2 separate regions of the Anas platyrhynchos genome follow, and region 2 is linked to region 1. Evidence: chromatin contacts called from public Hi-C data. All regions are on one chromosome and are shown on one strand. The core of a region is the stretch at or near the end of the contact, and the rest is flanking DNA. Distances in the headings are between cores, read along the strand shown. Region 1 has its middle 9.7 kb from the start of YIPF5. Region 2 overlaps ARHGAP26 (Rho GTPase activating protein 26).

Region 1 (4,651 bases), core at 796-3,295:
TTTTCTTTGGATTAGCAGGCCTGATGCTCAAAGTCCTCTTTTTATTGAACAACATTATCTGCTGATGGAGCATGATGTCCTGTGTTTCTGCAAATAAGTTACAGTGATTGCCTTTACTAATGAGACCTAATTAAATACAGAATGCTTCTAAGAAGTATAAAAACTGGCATACTTCCTTGAGCATGTCAGGTTCTAAATACTCAAATATTGTTTTGTTGTTGACTAATTGAGCTTACCTTGCATGTATGGTTCATTTCTTAAAGCTTGCACTGATTTTTGTAGATTTCTCTTGCTGTGGTGACCGAAGTTATTTATAACAACTTAACATGTAAGTAATCATCCTAGAAGTTGAGTGCAAAGGAGAAATGTTAAAATCCACCCATCTCCGTGTAGCACTAATTGCACAACTACTGAGTTGGAAAGACCATATCAAAACGTATTTCTGTATATACATTGTCACAAAGTCCCTATTCTGACAGTGGAGGATGCTACATGCTCTACTTAAGCAGTGAGGTTTGACCTGATAGTTTCAGGAGCATTCTGTGTTCTTCAGACCACATTGTGGTGAATTCAGTGATGAATTTCCACCTAGGCTCCTGGGAGCAGGAATGGAAGTAGGAAGAGGGAGTAGAAGTGGGTCGAAGACTAATTCACAGGGGGCTTCACAAAAACATAATATATCTAAACTGGTAGTCTTAAATATCCCCGGGTTCTGGTAGGTTAGTTAATGTGATTCCATTGACCCTGTTTATTGCCTTTCCAGAATCAATTCTATTGATTTCCTACTTTAACCTACTATAATACTGTTTTGTCCTAGAACCTGCTTCAATTTTAGTTACGTTTCAGACTATTTAATCTTACTGTCACATGGAATGAGAAGATTATGTGCTGTAATTCTTCACTCCCACATTTGCCTTTAGTTATACTTAGGCTTTTTTTTTTTCCCTACTTTCCTAAATCTGAATTCTCCCCCACTGTCTGTTAACAGCAGTATTCTCATCCAGTTTTCTGATGAAGTGTTAATGCTACCTGCTTCACACTGCATTGTCTCTTGACATTTTCATGTTGCTCAGCTTAAAAGTGTTCATGTATGAATGCTGGTATTGCTTTTTTAAAGCTAATTGCTTTATCACGCCCACTCTTTAAATTACTTCCTATTGTACAAAGTTATATTAAAAGTTGCTTTTCCCAGTTTGTCTATTCAAAAGCAAAGTTTTGACAGCACCTGTGTGTTTCAGGTCATTTGTTTTGCTATGAGGCAACTGCTGACTCCCATTCAGTTTCAGTAAGCAAAATTTTTGTAAGCATCAACAAATCATATGTCATTAAAGCTCGTTGTTGAGCTGTCAAACCTCTGTCAAACACTGACAGGTGTGGGCATCAGGCACCTCTCTAGGAGGCCAGTTCCAGCGTTTGACCACTCTTAAGGTATAGAAATCTTTCCTCGTGTAGTCAGAACTTTCCCTGGCGCAGCTTTGGGCCGCTCCCACGCTGGCTTCTCTCTCAGTCACCTTATTTCCATGAACTTGAATGGTTCAGACTTGGTTACTGCAAAGAACACCTCTTTGGGTTTGTAGTGAGAAGCTGGAGTGCTCTTAGGCTTGTCTCCAAGCATCGGCACAGGGATGTCTTCACTGCATGACCTGTGTGCAAGGGACCCAGGACCCCCAGGGAGCGGCGGGCGCAGCAGGGCACAGTGCTTTGGGGGGCGAGGGTCGGGCTGGGGCACGGCCTGGCAGCAGCCACGGGTGGTCACCCACTGACGGTGTGCTGGTTCCTCCCAAAGCTGCTGCGGAGTCTGCTATGTGCTTTAGGAACCACACGAGCTAAAAGAGCAGCCAGCAGTTTGTGGTACTGCCGCGGGTTGTGCCGCAGGAGCAGGTTTGCAGAAGAGCGAACATCTTTCTGTGGACAAGCATTCACATGCTGCAACTTTAACAAAAATGATTTAAACAAAAAGGAGCGGAATAACTGGGGCTTGCTGTTTCCCACATCTCCACTGGGTGGGCCTGCAGCATATCTGATGTGCGACCGCAGGCAGCATCGCTGTGAGGGAGGGCTTGGGGCCGGCACAGCTCAGCATCAGGAAGGTTTCCTCCTCCGCTTGCCCTCTTTGCCTCCCGTGACATCAGCAGCAGTTACACCCCCAGGTAGCCAAACCGCTGATGTCTGGCTGGATTTCTGCTCCATGTAATGGGCAAGGCCCTCACGTCAGTCATGGCCTGTCAATTCAGCAGAGATGCTGTGTGTGCCAGGAAGCCCTCCTGGCAGTGGGAAAGCTCTGCTGCGTCCCTTCCTTTCTATACAGCTCTAATTTTTCTGACCAGGTTTTCTCTTCACACTACTAAGAAGTCTCTTCATTTTCTTTACGCAGTCCAAAAGCATGAGAAATTGTTTTTCACCAGATAATCCGCTGCCCTCCCAGCTGCTGGGAGATGCAGGCAGGCTCCTCCCTGTGTGGCCCACCCTGTGCTGTAGCACTCATGGGCACCTCTTTCCCATGTGAGGTGCTGCATCCTCCCAGAGATACATTTCTTAATTCAGTTAACTAGCAGCCCTCCAGAACTGAAACAATTAATTTACACAACCTATGGGGAAAAAAAAAAAACTAAAAGTGTTTAAAAATATTTTGTTTTATTGTTACTTTAGAAGTTACAAGCACTACCATCTCAAGATGTGGGGACCTCAGTTATTTACTGTGATTATCCTTGAGCATCCTGCAAGACAGGGAAGCTCCTCATCCTGTCCTGTAGATGAGGACTGACCTAAGGAGCTGTATGCAGCTTTTCCAGGGCCTGCTGCATTTGGTCATCTTTATCCCAGCAGAACATAATGAGGTTGCTCTCCAGGGGTGGATTCCCAGGCCAGTTCTCTGGGACACAGCTTGAAAGTGGGAGGAGATTTTATAATTGGAAAGTCTGTCAGCCGCATTTGCCAGCTTTGTGCTTTCCCAACCAAAGCCAGCAGGCCATTAGCCAAACAGCAGTCCCTGCTTTGAGAACTGCAGGCATTGTGCTCATAAGGGTTGTTTTTTTTTTTTTTTGTTTTGTTTTTTTCCCTCCTATTATTTTTGCTTTATTGAAGGAAGCACTGACATTAAAAAACAGGGATTCTCTGCTCCTCATCAGGAATGGTAAAGTGGAATATTGTCTAAAATTAGACACTAGTCCTGGAATAGGCCTCTTTCAAAAATCGTACTGCAATTACACGTCTCTAGGAAGAAGGGCGTTGCTCTATTTCTTTACACACTAAGCTCCACCACATCATTCTTGGGATTACAATGCTCTTACAATATACGTTTCTATTATGTTTTTCCCAATATTCTTGCTTTTCTGTTGCTGGCAGAGAAATACCAACATTACCAACTGACCCACCAGGCCCATTTGCTGTTCAGTCGTGGAATTTGCGCCCGCTTTCATGCAGCAGCTGTGGCCAAAGGCAAGCAGCACTGTGTGCTCCCATCGGAAAGGTGCCCCTGCCTGCGCTGAGCCTGTCCCTCTGTCCCTCTGAGTGCCCAGCACCGCTGCAGCGACGTGAAACTGCCCTCAGGCTCTGAACCAGGCTCTGCCAAAGCCATCCTTACCTGGCCGTGTTTGCTCCAGTCTGGAGATCAATGCTAAGGGAAGTCAGGCAAGTGACTGAGCTGTTTCAGGCCTTTTGGCAGCAAGCACCAGCAAAGGCTTATCTTCAGCAGTTATTATGAATTCAAAGTCAAGGCCATTTGGGCCTCGGGGTAAAATCCAGAGGTTCTTACTGAGGGTGTGATTTATCCCTCTCACCCTGCTAGGTAACAGTTTCTCAGTTCTTTTTCAGGCAAAATTCCCACTTAGCTCAACAGGAGACTGAGCTGACTCAACAACATGAATATTTGGCCAATAATTGTCAGGCAAATCAGGACAAATAGCCTCATTTACAAGCAAACCCGCCAGGCTAGGACATTTGGCTAGTGCCTATACAGCAGCCAGTGTCAGAGCCGAGCAATGGCAGCTCCTGAGTCTGCCCTCGGACTGCCTGCATCTACAGGCACAATTTCGGTATTGGTAGGTCGATGCCAGCTCCCAATCCTCAGAAATGTACAGAGTCCAAAACGCGTGTTCAGAGAGGACTTTTATTTTAGTAAGTGACATAATCTGCAGAAATGAACGTCCCACTTAAAAACTTCTTGTATTAACCTGTTCGTGTTCAATTGCCCCAAAGTGTGGAAGCTAGTATTGTCCTAATGACATCAAGACACAAGCTAAAGACCCATGACAGGCTATAGAGAATTTTAATGTTTAGTGCCTTTTCCTTTATTTATTTAATCTTTATTAATATGAGTCATTCTGATTGTTTTAGTGGCTGGTTCAAATGTTAATTGTCAGTAGGAAAAGATAATCTAGCATCTTGGCAAGGCTCTGCTGGTAGTGTGGCTGCTTTATTGAATCACAGATGGAAACATTTAAATTCAGGATGATTTTCTCATTCCAGTGTTTTGTCCGAATTAAAAATTATTGCTTCAGACAAGGTTAGGAGATCTAAAAAAGGCAGTGTCTGCACTTAACTAATGCCAACAGCAGATGTCACATTACTTGCCACTCTGCCTCCTCACAGATTCATTGGACCACATTCTGCCAAATACCCATTTGGTTTATTTTAAAGGCCTTGAACCTGC
Region 2 (4,651 bases), core at 1,262-3,761, 320 kb after region 1:
TGTGTCCATCACAAGCAAGTGACGCGTAGAGAAGAATCATCCTGCTCTCTTAACCCATCCATTTCCAAGCAAACCGCTGGAGAGGTAGCTTCCACCTTCAGGAGAGGCACGGTGGTGGCACTACTCAGCCCTTTCCCTCCCAACAGCACAGACGCAGGCAGCACGCTCAAAATGAGCCCAGGTCTCCCAGGCTGGGTCAAGGGAAGGTGCCTGCAGCAGTTACAAAACACTCGGCTCCTGCTGGACCTTGCTTACAAGCCTCATTTTCCTTTTAAGCTGCATGCAGAAAAGGAGAAAACTGCTGTAAGTCAAACGCAGCACATGTGTGAGACAGAGAAGCATCCTGGGGATGCTTGCCTTAATCACATCCAGGCTTCCAGCATGGGGCTGAAGAACAAGACATCAAGTTTCTAACTTCTCTATTAGCAGAGACAATAAAAAAGAAAAACAAAACCAACACAACACAAAAAGCCCGAGACCAAAGCAGAAAACAACCAGCCCAGGACAAAAAGCCCTCTGCACACTCAGCCTGACGGAGCTGCAGCCAGCCCTCGGTCACGGCCGTGCCACCGCCTGCGGACCCCAGCCCGTGCCCCACAGCACAGATCGGGGGCAGCGCCCAGCCCGCAGCTCCTCTCCTCCTGCCTGAATCACGCTGGGAAGCACCGTGCCGGGCAGCCAGCAACGAGTTTTTATACCAAGAACACGCACAGCTGCCTGCACACTGGGCAGAAAAAGCAGCTTTTCGGTTCATGTTTTCTGCTCTCGTGGCTCTCAGGCAGGGGAGCCGGGAACACGTATGTGAAATGAGCAATTTCTCAGGTTTCCCCGCCTTCGCCGCTCCCCTGCCATTATTTACATTTAGCTGGCGCATTTCTGGAGCAGCTCTTGATCCCATGCCTAGCAGGCTCCAGACATCAAGGGAAGGTTCAGCCGTCTCTGAAAGCACTACAGAAGAAAACTATTGTGGTGGCTGGCTTCTCCTCCTCCCAGTTTTATTTTGATTTTCACGTTTAAAAAAAAAAAAAAAAACACTCCTCAGGGCATAGGAAAAAAATCCCAGCGTCAGCAGAAATCCTGCAGCTTCCTGGAGGAAAACGGAGCTCCAGGGAGTGGGCAGCACGGCCAGCGAAGGGGAGAGGACAGCTGGAACGGGAGCAGGCACAAACCTGGGAGGGCACAGATACTCCGTGACTTTGGAGCATGCTTTGGGAAAGCAGGTCAGCGTCCTGCAGAGAGGAAGGGACGAGGCAGTAACACCGCGTGGAGCAGCAGCACCAGCTCGGTTTTGCTGTTTATGTAGGGAAGCCATGCGTGATGCTAGCTGGACACAAACAGGCTCCCATTCCTGGGCGCATTTTACTCGTTTGGGGAAAAAGAAACAAACTGGAAGTGCCCAGAGCTGTGAGCTGGGCTTCCAGCGCTGACCAGCCACAGCACGGCGGCTGCAGCCCGGCCCCGGCACAAAAGCCAAAGTTATTTCAGCACATACCCAGCGCTGGAAAGAGGCACCCCAGCCCTGCCAAGACACATGCAGCGTGTCTTTTCCGTCCTTGTGACCATTTACCCTGCACGGCCAGAGCCTGCAGAAGTGCTAAAACACCGTTCAGTTCAGAACGAGCAGAGTAAACTCGGCACCTTGTAAAACGAAGCGCTAACCCAACACCCCGCGAGCACCTGGCTGCGAGCACCGGGGAGATGCGTTTCCACAGCCTAAAGCTTTCCACTCGCGGAGGGTACGACCACAGCAGCAGGCAGACACCCAAGCTGCGCGGGAAGCATCCAGGAAAGCCTCCTGGAAAGCCGGGGGCAGGCACCGCGGGCCCGAGGTGCACCCCAGGCTGCGACGCCCCTCGGCACTCACCGGTCGACGGCTTCCACATCAAAGCAAAATCTCTTCTCGATCGAGTCGGTTTTCCGCCGTGTGCAAGATTTGAGGATAACAGCTTCGTCTTCTCCCTGAGAAGAGACAGAATCACAGGTAAGGCGGAGAACAGCCAACCGTGCGCCTGCCCCCAGCGCCCATCGCGCTCCCCATTACCGCGTTCAAACCAGAGGGAGCTTTGGTAACACCAGCAACGCATCGCCTGCTAGAAATGCGTAATTACACATCCCAAATGAGGGCTTGTCTTTCCACCTTGGCAGACGTGGTTATTCCAAAACAAGGAAGTGTCCCTTCTGAGGGCACGCGGTGAGCTTCATGCACCGCGTATCGCGCAGCCCACGTTTCAGGCAGGCAGGGAGCGTTGGACCGCAACTTTTGGGCAAAGCTTTATTTTCCATTGCTGAACAATGCCTCACAGACCTGGCTGTCAATTCTCACTCCAGCGCTGGCTGCATTTTTGGCAGCGTTCTGCACACACAAACCCCTAACGGGAGCAAACATGTCTTCAAATGTTTATTATTTAACAAAGCAATGACAAAACCGTCCTCCCATCCAGGCATCCGCATCCAAGCCGTGCTGGATTTCCCCACGCCGAGCAGCAGTCGGACAGGATCTGCGTGCACTGCTGTCCTCTGCTGGAGGAAGGCCCTCCTCAGGCCCTGCCAGCACAGAAAATTCTCCCTTTGCGATTTTTAAAATCCACCGATGACTCAATAGAAGATAAATCCTGCGCGTGTTCCTGGAGACGGCCGCTTCTCTGTGCTCTCCGTGCTGTTCTAGACGACACCTTGGCTGACCACCCTGTTCCCTGACATCGCCGTTTTCCAGGAAACCTATTTAGGGCCCCAGCAGGAACTCGGAAGGACAGCTCGGAGGGGTCTCTGCAGGGCTGCTCCCCAGGGTCTGGCACGCTGCCTGCGCCCTGCCGCTCACCGCGGGCACGAGGCTGCTCCCGAGCTGCCCTGCTCCCCCTGGTATTCGGGGAATGCCCCACTTCAGAGCCGCCGATATCAAACGATATCCAACGCCAGCCGCAGCCCCAGGCACGCTCGTGAGAGGCTGGCAGCAGCAGAGCCTGTGGTGGCCCACGTGTGGCTGTCCCCTCCTGCAGCACCACCCCGTGCCCGCAGCGCACAGACCCCAGGACACCCGGCCACGGCGCTCGCTGGTGAGCTGTGCACAGCCTGCACGGGGCTGTGCTTCAGGGGGAGCACAGGGCACGAGACCCAGCACAGGCAGTGCTTTCTGCCAGGATGCTACAAGCCTCCAGACCTCAGGAGAGCAGCGCCGGAGCGGGCGCCCGCCCTGCACGAGGAGGGCACTGCGGTGTGCGGCAGCGCCCACACCCCGGGCACCGGGGAAGCCGTGAAGTGGGCAGGGACCACATGAAATAACACACAGCAGCTGACAATTACAAGGCTGGCATACTTGAAGGCTAAGTTATAATGAAGATGCTCCGAGGCAAGAGGAAATTCATTTTAAAACTTGCCCTGCTCCCTTTGCCAGCTCCCTTTGCCAGCAAGGAGCCGCACAGAAGCCTGCAGAGCTGCCACAGGCAGCTCCCCTGGACGGGGACGATGCTCGCAAACCACCCCAGCTGGGAACACACCGGGGGGCTTCATTGTTCCTGCTTTAGAGGAGAGGAAAGCCAGACCCTGCTACAGCTGGGCTTACGCTGCCCGGGAGCGCTCCCCCTGCACTGGCACACGGGGTCCGAAGGGAGCTGCACGCTCTCCTGCAGCTCTGCCCAAAACGGCCCAAAAGGAAGCAGCTTTATCGGCCAAGCCACAGGCAGCGGGGAAGGAGCAAAACAACCGACAGCCTGCCTGCCCTGCTCCTGCAGGAATCAGGGACCGGGAACCAGGCGGTCACGAGGGTGTGCATAGCACGGCCGCTGCGCCCCCAGAACTGCCACCACCGCCTCTGCCAGCAGCATCACGGCACGGCCAGGGCGCACGGCCAGGGGGCACAGCCAGGGACACGGCCACAGCAGAGACCTCCCCAGGACACATCCAGCTGCGTGCTGACACTCACCGCTTTTCCTCCAGATTTCTGGTCGAACGGCACCATCGTTATCCGCTTGGATTCCCGCTCGTATGTGCAGTAATGCTTCACCCAGGCCGTACTGAAGTGACCTGCAAAGCAAACGCAGTTTTTATTCCCAGAACTAGGAGGGTTTGACTGCTCTGACACTAATAACCCGCAGGTTTAACGATCCTTTAGCACAGCGGGGTTCTGTACCTGTGCTTCTCGCTGTACTTCACCAGTGGAATAAGCACTGCCACCCCTTTTTGTTCAGGGAAGGGAAAGCAGACCTGGCGGGCACTGGGCAGGGATTCTCCCATACTCACACCACAATACCCCAGCCACTGGGCCAGTCCCCCCCTCCCAGATTTTGGGGTCTGCTGAGCTAACTTCCATGTCCCCCGCTCCAACAAACCACTGCCCCCCACGCCCCTTCGCCGTATCGCCCTGGTCACCTACGTTTCTCCTGGACGTAGAGATAACCCTCCATCGTGTTAGGGCTGAGGTTTTTGTGCTCGTGAGGATTCTCCTTCATCTTCTTCATCAGCGATTCAACCTCTGACCTTGTTCCTTCAAAACGGTTTCTTGTCTGCAAATCAAAACAGGAATGCAGGAGCAGAGCTATTGGGGAGCCACCTTCCCATCCCTTCTTCCATTCAACTTCAATAAATTCTTAACTTTTTTGTGAAAATAAATAAACAGAGTGGCACAAATCCAAGCCTCAGGTGGCTACACCCTTTA

The links. A called contact is a pair of places that touch in the nucleus more often than the background predicts.
Region 2: a contact with region 1 is called in a Hi-C map of subcutaneous adipose tissue, with 2.2 times the contacts expected there. The contact joins two enhancer-like sites. A contact is called at or near these places in 5 of 8 Hi-C or Micro-C datasets (liver, skeletal muscle, small yellow follicle and 1 more).

The regions. Positions count from the first base shown.
Region 1 is chr14:962,191-966,841 of IASCAAS_PekinDuck_T2T, forward strand. No RefSeq gene overlaps it. Among named protein-coding and RNA genes, the nearest start is that of YIPF5, 9.7 kb to the left of the region's middle. Within about 2 kb of position 2,046, at least 1 of the 8 cell types and tissues checked has an H3K27ac peak or open chromatin away from gene starts, as enhancers often do. A contact at or near this core is called in subcutaneous adipose tissue, where this site is marked.
Region 2 is chr14:1,282,835-1,287,485 of IASCAAS_PekinDuck_T2T, forward strand. ARHGAP26 (Rho GTPase activating protein 26) reads right to left here. Exons shown (of 23, transcript XM_072023306.1): 8 at 4,370-4,499; 9 at 3,920-4,020; 10 at 1,865-1,959. Among named protein-coding and RNA genes, the nearest start is that of ARHGAP26, 24 kb to the right of the region's middle. Within about 2 kb of position 2,512, at least 4 of the 8 cell types and tissues checked have an H3K27ac peak or open chromatin away from gene starts, as enhancers often do. A contact at or near this core is called in subcutaneous adipose tissue, where this site is marked.